Regions from separate parts of the Sus scrofa genome. Here region 1 is linked to region 2. Evidence: chromatin contacts called from public Hi-C data. All regions are on one chromosome and are shown on one strand. Each heading gives the region's core, a stretch centred on a gene start, on an enhancer-like site or on the middle of the called end of the contact. The rest is flanking DNA. Distances are from core to core; before and after follow the strand shown.

The links. Hi-C and Micro-C count contacts between places; a contact is called where the count stands out from the background.
Region 1: a Hi-C map of embryonic fibroblasts shows a contact between it and region 2, with 2.3 times the contacts expected there. The contact joins two enhancer-like sites. A contact is called at or near these places in 3 of 47 Hi-C or Micro-C datasets (embryonic fibroblasts and epiblast stem cells).

What each region holds. Positions count from the first base shown.
Region 1 is chr7:63,923,678-63,928,022 of Sscrofa11.1, forward strand. No RefSeq gene overlaps it. Among named protein-coding and RNA genes, the nearest start is that of BRMS1L, 200 kb to the right of the region's middle. Within about 2 kb of position 2,209, at least 3 of the 83 cell types and tissues checked have an H3K27ac peak or open chromatin away from gene starts, as enhancers often do. A contact at or near this core is called in embryonic fibroblasts, where this site is marked.
Region 2 is chr7:63,737,253-63,742,037 of Sscrofa11.1, forward strand. The region is part of intron 1 of LOC110261570 (a long non-coding RNA gene); the gene reads right to left. Among named protein-coding and RNA genes, the nearest start is that of MBIP, 80 kb to the left of the region's middle. Within about 2 kb of position 1,614, at least 14 of the 83 cell types and tissues checked have an H3K27ac peak or open chromatin away from gene starts, as enhancers often do. A contact at or near this core is called in embryonic fibroblasts, where this site is marked.

The DNA of each region.
Region 1 (4,345 bases), core at 959-3,458, 190 kb after region 2:
CCCTTTTAATGGTTTTACTGCACTTATCAAAAAAGGAAAAGAATAACAGGTAGGGACACTTTCTCTTTTAATTGTTTTCACTTCTTGAAAAGACAAGGATTTAGCAATTGTGACAGATAATCACAATATCTGTCATGCCATTCAACAGCAGATACCAGACACTGGAATGGAAGCATGGACATTTAGGGCAGAAAACCTAAACTCTTCCTGCTCTGGACATAGGGAGATCTCTTTTGGCTTACACAGGCCAGCTATTTAAAAAAAAAAAAAAAAAAAAAAAAAAAAAAGTCTTAGACCCATACTACTTAATTGCCTGGGTTACCTGCCACCGAGCCAGAGCACTCATTCAATTTGGGCACAACCTGAAACGCTAGCGCCATCCGATAGAGGGCAGTAGTGCACAGACACGCATAACCACTCTGCTCTGCTCTCCCCTATCAGGAAAAAAAGTGGCACGTGAATATATTCTTGTAGCTCTGAAACTGTTCTTCTGGAACCAGTCATTTTCCAGATGCCGAAATTCATCTTAAAAGCCAATGATCTGACAAGGACAAATATTATTCATTAATTCTTCTTATGTCCTCTAACTCATGACTCCAGCTCCATTTTCTGCCCCCAAGCCTCCCAAATCAAAGTTCTTTTACACCAGGACAGAGATGCGCCTTGGATCCGTCTGAAAACCAGGCTGACGATTTTCTCGCCACCTAGCAACACACACACACACACACACACACACACACACACACACACACACACACAGCACACAGCACAATCCCAAAAGTCCCCAACGGGAATAGCGTCAAGAATCTTGAAAATCATACCTATTTTTGTTTGCAACGTGTGAAATTATTACAAGTATGTTCACCAAGAGGACTATTGATGGATGACTCACAATTTAGCTAAATTCAATGAACCACACACTGTGCCTATCCCAGTAGGTGACTCATGCATTTTTTATTTCAAGTATCAAGTGTTTGCCAAAAACAGTATTTAAAAAAAGTAATGAAAATTGTTCTGAAAGAGCTCATGAATAGGGTAGGACTACCCACCGGCAGCCTCATTTGTGCTCTGACCACTTACATGGGATTTGGTGGGTCTGCTCTAGCCGTGCTCGACAGAGAGCATGACCCACAGCAACGCTGGCAGGCAGAGAGCAGGGTTCTTACTCACAGAGAATGGTTTTGTGCCTACTGCCCACGTCTCAGGAGAGACTTTGGATATTTGGGGGGGTGTCCCAATAAGGTGTGTGTTAGGGGTCCACCTATATGTATTTTCAATCTATTTTGCTAAAAAATATTCAAAATACATACATTCAGTTCCTATTTGTCTTCTATTGAGCTTTCCTTTTTTTCTCCTACCTCTTTCATTTAAAAAACTAATTATCAGGAAAAAATGGAGGGATGAAAGGTCACCCAGAGGAAATAATGAAAATGACTGCTGGTAAAGAACAGTTAAGGGGCAGAGACTTCATTCTATGAATGTTTTCCTGGCACCTGCTAGTAGGCTATTCCCAAAGCCCTCAGTTAGACCCCCTTTCTCAGCCTGCCTCTCTGACTAGAGGAAAAGTTTGTAGCCCCCACTGACCTATTGACTGTCTCTCCCCAAAAATACACTGAATCTGCTCATCACCAAATAATAATTCCTGTAAATCTCAGAAAGGCATTATCGCATATTAATCTCCGTGTTTTCACAGCTATATAAAGTTTTGAAGTATTTCAAGGGAAAAGATTTTAACCCTTACAAAGTTCCAAGTGTTGCCAGTATTTATTCTTAAAGATTATCATATTTTTAAATTACGAACAATGCCCATTTTTCAGGTCATGTATTGGCCTTTTTTTCCCTGCTCATTATTTCAGGCAAATAATAATGAGGTATGCACTGTCCACTTTAAGTCCCTATGTTCCCCCCTCCCCCAACACATACACACACATACCAGGGACATCAGTTCTTCCTGTAACTATGTTTTTAAAAAGAAGTGTGGCTCAGCAGTAAGGAGTCTGACTAGTATCCATGAGGACGCTCAGTGGGTTAAGGATCCAGCGTTGCCACGAGCTGTGGTGTAGGTCACAGACATGGATCGGATCTAGCATTGCTATGGCTACAGCTCCTATTTGATCCCTAGCCTGGGAACTTCCATTTGCCACACGTGCAGCCCTAAAAAGACAAAAAAAAAAAAATGCAGCAGGAACTTAGTAGGCTGACCAAATGCTTTGCATTCTACGGTCACTCCTTTATAGATTTTGATCTGTTGTTGCTTAGCAACATCTACATAGATATAATTTCCATCTAGTGGTGAAATTGGTATTTTTGGCCTGTTAATATCATGTTATGCCAATCTCTCAATATGCTACACAGCAAAGTATATTCAGATGCTATTTTATCCTTAAACGGAGAAAGAAGAAAAAAGAGCCTCTCCAAGAGGCTTTTTCCCTCTTACATGTTTCTTCTCTGTTCTGCTCATCAATTGCTGAATAAAAAACCAACCCAAAACTTAGTAGCCTGAAACAACTTCTTATGTTATCTCTTATTAGAGTTCTGTGGTTTGACTAGGCTCAGCTGGATGGTTGTGGCTTTTGATCTTTCATGCAGTTTCAATCAGATGACAGCAGGGGGTGGAGTCTTCTGAAAGCCCGACTGGGCTGGACATCCATGAGGGCTTCTTCTCTCATGTGCTGGGATAGCTGAAGAGCTGGGAGCTGGCCAGACCTCTCTCTTTCCATATGGCTAGCTTGGGCTTCATAGCACTGGCATATAGCAGGGTAGGATGGGTAAGAGAGGAAGTGGGAGTGGTCCACCCACAGGAAGGAATATTTTATCACTGACATTGTTTAAAAATGCCTGTGCATGGTAATAAAAAACAGCAGACAGACTTTTCGTTGCTTACAAATTCTCTACAGATAATGCACCCCCTTTTTTCTCCAGCCTAGGTGAACAACTCCCACTCTCTCGGTGCACCACTTCATGGCATAGCTGCCTCTGAACATCTGGCATTCCTATCTGGTGACTGGCTTCCTTTAGAGCTGGCATTTCCAAAGGACAGGAGAAAACTGTGAGCCTTCTTATGACCTAGACTCATGGCACCTCACATCTACTCCATTCTACAGGTCAAAGCAAGTCTCATAGCCATTCTAGAGTTCTGAGGAAAAGACCAAAAAAGAATGAGCAATGGAAAGCAAACTTCCCTGGGGCCATCTTTGGAGACAAGCCACCACATTCTCCAATGCCATTTGTGGTTGAGAACCACATGGTTATTTAATCAAAGCTGGAGCTGACTGGAGTTGACTTTCAACTAAGGAACCTATTACAGCTTTAAAGGACTTTGCTGAAAGAGATTTTTAATTCAAGATTTTGTTGAGCTTTGGGATCCTCTCATGAATTTTCTTTAATTATTTCTTGCTGAGATAACAGAACTTCAAGCATATAGTGCCAACCTGTTGCCATGACTTCTGAGTCAATCCATTTATTTCACCTTAACCTTGAACCAAAATCTTCTAAAGGACTGTAGTCATAGTTGAGTTCCATTTCATATGAGCTAATGTAGTCATAGTTCCATTTCTCATATACATTCGTCTGAACAATTGGATACTTTTCAGAGCCATATCACTCCATTATGACCCAAAATTGCTCAGAGATCCCAGGCCACCTGTGTTTAAAATCATCAGGTTTCCTGAACATACAAATTATGACCAACCTAAATGTCAAGACCCTAGAGGTCTAGATATTTCTTAAAATAGCAACAGTGAATCCTTTCTCTGCTCCAGGCACTGATTTCTGGGTTTCACATATGTTAACTTATCTAAAGCTTCTAACAATCCTATGAGGTAGTAGCCATTGTTATTCTCATATACAGATGAGGAAACTGAGGTCCAAAGAGGTTAAGGAATTTGTCTGAGATCCCACAGTAGCAATTAGAAGAACCAGTGCAGTCTGATTCTAGAACCTAAGCTCTTAAAAACACCAAGTCGTGATGCTCCATAAATCACAGAGTAGGTATCGCTGGACAAGAAAGAATATGTCTATGATTATGCACCAAATCCTTAAGAGAAGTATCTGCAGACACTGTTAAATCAGCCATTGTGTGTTACTAACAATATGACTTGCTCCCCACAAACAGGTCAATATCCACTGAAGGAGACAAGACTAATGCCCTCAGTCAATGATGGTATCAGATGGGACTGCACTGAAATGTGGGCTAACATAGACTGCGAGTGTTTAGGAATCCAGGTGGGGTGAAAAGAGACCCTGACACTGGACAGAGAAAGTACTCAGAGAAATCACTAAACTCGTATGTTCTTTTCACACATGCAAAGGCCATTTGTGACTTTCCAGTCTCCTTATAACGACA
Region 2 (4,785 bases), core at 364-2,863:
TTCAACTTGTTTAAAATGAAACCCATTACCTTTTCTTCAATGTGAGTGCACCATATTTTCTAAGCTACCCAAGTTCAAAGCCTTGGACACCTATGAATCTTCCTTTTTCACACCCCAGATCTGGTTTTCCATCCAAACTACAAATTTGACCACTCCTTACCCCAGGACGAAGGCAGGATCAGGAGGAAAGAGAACAGCTGTAGGTTCTAGGTCTGATTCTACCATGAACTTGAGATCCCACTGAGTTCAGGCTCACTTTAAAGATGCTTTAGGAATGCAGAGAAGGGCTACATCCTTGTGAACTAGGAGTGTTTAGGAAATTTGATATGCACTTGCATGGACCTTGAAGAAATGGTAGACCCTGAGTTGGTAGCTCCTGAATGGCATACATCTACAGATGGTCAGCTTTCTAATTCTCTTATTTATTGTTCTTGCTTGTCTTCCTTGGTCAATACCTAGTCTTCCTATGTTAGATCTTGACATTATCTATGTAGTCTAAGAAAAAAGCACTTTAAAAATGAAACTCTTTAGCACCAGTTATTCACTAAATACTAGAAGTGAAGAACATCTCCTTTTCATTGAAAAGGGACATACGGTTCTCTGGATATTGTAGCCTGTCTGAAATGAAGAACGGGCTGGCAGCAAAAAGAGGTAATTTAGCCAGAATTCCTGTGCTCTGTACTTGAGCTATAAACAGGGTCTTCAGAAGGGCCTTGTGCACTTTTAAACTTTAATAACTCATGTTGTGCGTGTTAAAGAAACAATCTGTAAACGGTACTCAAAAGTAAATGTATTAAAGTTTAGGACAACTATATTACACAATTGCACCCAATATGTCCTCATTTCAGATCCTGTGACAAATGAAATATGGCCAGCAGAGTTGAAGTTCATGACAGCTCTAAGGAGAAAATTGAATTTGCTTTTAAATTCCATTTACAGTTTACTATCATGTCTACCTCATGTGCTTTTGAAGTTAAAAGTTTAATAATGGCACCGAGACTTTATAAAGATCCTGTACTTGAATTCAGTGATAAGTATAGATAGAACATCACACCATCTCTGAGCAAAGATAATATACCTGCTTACTTTGGTGGCTTTTAAAACCGCTTCAGAAATAGAAAGTATGGTGAGTCTCCACAGTTGGTACAACTCAGTAAATAAGAATAAAACGGAATATCTGAAACCAGAGTCTAGTTCCAAGTTTGCCAATAGCTTGGCTCAGTGATTCAGGAAAAGCAGCTCTCTCCTCTGTTCTTCAAGGTTTTTTTTTTTTTTTCATCCTTTGCTAAAAAGAGAATTACATGGGTCACCAATTCATGGTCATGCAGTTTTTATATACGTGTGTGCGTGTACATAAGGAAAGGAGGTTCCCTTTATATTTTCCTAGTGAAAAGACTATTCCAGTGTATCACAAGAGAGGACAAAACAACACAAAAGCGCAAAACAGATGGAGTTTACAGTTACTATTTTCTGCTTGTTCCCCAAACCAGAGGTTGCAAAATCAAAGCCCACAAGTCTACGAAAAAAATCCGGGCGTGTGCTTTTGAGAGGGTGACCAGGAATGAGATTTCTCCTCAAGTTCTTGCTGAATACATAGAGCTGAGAGCTGGGACAGAGTTACACAATTTGCAGATTGCTTTGGCTGGTCTCTGTGTGCTTTGCAAAGTGATTCATTTCCTGTATTTGGTCAAGATAGAGAAAACTTGGGCACACACAAATTTGATGTGGTTTTGGATTGGAATAGTTTATTGGATAAGTAGGTCAGATTTCATGATACGAATGGAGAGTATTTTAACACTTAAGATGAAGGCCAGCCAGAAAAAATGGTGTAATCCAAGGGTGACTGTATTCCTAGCCTCCCCTTTCAGAAATTTTTTTCCCTCCTTGGTGCTTTCCTGCTTCCCTGGAGGGGCCACAAGGGTTGTTCTGCTCCATCACAACCTGCTTTATAAGGGAATCTGATAAACATCTTCACACTGAGTTGGAAGTTGCTATTAACTCCCCCAGGGGTATTGCATTTTAACAGGAGCCAAGTTCACGGAATCAACCTCTAATTGAACAATTTCAGGCAGCGCTAGAGTTGGAGGACTATTTAGGGCAAGTGAATGCACAGAGGCAGGGTGGCTTCTGAGCGCCCTGAGATTCTGGAGCAGGCAGTTCTCTGCCCAGTCACCTCTGCTGTCAGCCCGGGGCCCTACCTGAAGTCAGCCAAGAGTTGCATGCAGAGTTTTCAAGACAATCTGGAAATGCATATTTGAGGGTGACTCGATGGGCTTCCATATTTGAAAAAAATGGGATGACAATGCCCCCATGGAGGTTTTTCTTGGCAGTGCTTAGTGAAGGCTGTGGCATAAAAGGCTGGGGAAGGAGTTCCCGTTGTGGCGCAGTGGTTAACGAATCCGACTAGGAAATAGTCGGAAATAGCAAAAAAAAAAAAAAAAAAAAAAAAAAAGGCTGGGGAAAACAGTTAGTACTTAAATCACTGTTGACCGAAGAACAGGCAGTGGGTTTGACCTCTTAGTTCAAACACTGAAACATAACGGATGCTTGGCTCAGTAAAGACAGGATTGAATGCCACTTAAGAAAACTTAAACACAGAAGTATTCTATATTGGGCTTTTTTCTTGTTTAGATATGAAAAATGCACTATATTCACTTATTCGTTAGAAAATTGCTGATAGAGAATTTAGCCTCCAACATGCACTGTTCTTGGCTTCGGGCAAGACAGATCGTCAGCTGGAACCTACTGGTACAACTTCCTGACGATCCTGGGCTCTGACCGGCAGGGACTTGCTGTGCCATTCCAGCTGTGGCACACTTTGAAAATCATCCTTCATACTGAACATATAAAGGTAAACAAGACAAACACGGTCCTTTCCTCATGGAAAATACAGGCAGGCTTAGTGGTAACGGGAGAGGGCTCTCGGATGCTTTCTTTTTCTCATTGCAACTCATTTTTCTTATTTCAACATTGAAGGTATGAATTGGAAAAAGTTTTGTTTGCTAGTCCCGGCTTTTAAAGATTTTGTTGAAGGTTCCACAAACTTTGGTGTAGAATCTCTTTTCAATGTACAGATTTTGGCCTCCTGAAATATGCTGTGGCCTCCCATTCTGGTTTTTCACTAGGGAAATGTTGCCCAAAATGTTATATTAGTTATCATGTTGTTATTTGGTTTGGGGTAATGCATTTGCACACTCACTCTAAACTCTCTTGCTTGGCCAATCTTGGGTGTAATTGCCCCTCTTTATGAATAGGACAGGAAGCCGGAGTGTCTCAGACCAAAAAAAAAAAAAAAAAAAAAGAAAGAAAGAAAAAAAAGGCCCCATTTAAACAGAGCATCAATCAAAAGTGCAAAAGCCAAAGCTCTTTCCTTCCAGTTCTCCACCGTCATTAAGGAAAAACAGAACATCTAATGCATCATCTTGGATGCATGTGGTCTTGCCCTCACAGCAAAAAGCTTTCAGAATGCTCAGGGCAGCATTTACAGCATCCAGACAAATGTTAAGCTTTAAATAAGTTCAAGGTGCTAATTACTACTCTTTTGGTTTGTTTCTTACATCTGCGAGTAAATCCGGAGGATTTTTTTTTTTTTTTTTTTTTTTTTTTGCTATTTCTTGGGCCGCTCCTGCGGCATATGGAGGTTCCCAGGTTAGGGGTCTAATCAGAGCCTTAGCCACCAGTCTACGCCAGAGCCACAGCAACGCAGGATCTGAGCCACGTCTGCAACCTACACCACAGCTCACGGCAACGCCGGATCGTTAACCCACTGAGCAAGGGCAGGGACTGAACCTGCAACCTTATGGTTCCTAGTCGGATTCGTTAACCACTGCGCCACGACGGGAACTCCGGATTTTTATATTTGAGTGGGAATGTGTTTGAGCAATGCTCAGGAAATGCAGATCTCATCCAGGCTCCCCCAGCAGCACTGGTATCACACATTCTAACTCTTCCACCTAATTTTTCTGAACTTCAGTTTCTTTGTCTACAAAAATGAATCAATAAATACAGACAGAAAAACAGAGACCACCATTTCATCCATTTTCCTATTGATGAATACCTGGGCTGAGTTCAGTTTTTGACTACTATGAATAAATCTGCTATAACCATTGTTATGCAAGTTATTTTGTGAATATAAATTTTTATTTCTCTTGAGTAAATACCTAAGAGTGGAAGTTCTTAATATAGAATGGGGATGTATTCAGCTTATAAGAAACTGTCAAACTTTGTCCCAACTGGTTACCATTTTACATTCCTAATAGCAACATATAAGAGTTCCAATTGTTCTACACCCTTGTCAGCATTTAATATTGTAGTCTTTTCTTTTTTTTTTAATTATAGACATACTGGTAAGTAAAGGGTGGTATTTCCTCATGATTTTAATTTTAATTTGCATTGCTCTGATCACTTAGGATAATGAGCACTTTTTTCATAAGCTTCTTGGCCACTCATATTATTCTTTTTGTGAAGTGTCTTCTAAAATCTTTTGCCCATTTTTAATTGTATTGTTTATCTTTTTATTGTGAAATTTAGTAGGAGTTCTTTGTATGTCTTAGTCATCAGTCTTTTGTCAAACATGCATTTTGTGAATTTTTTTTCTGGTGTCTGGCTTCATTTTTTTTTTTTTTTTTCCCACTGTACAGCAAGGGGGTCAGGTTACCCTTAGATGTATACATTGCAGTTACAATCTTTTCCCCCACCCTTTCTTCTGTTGCGACATGAGTATCTAGACATAGTTCTCAATGCTATTCAGCAGGATCTCCTTGTAAATCTATTCTAGGTTGTGTC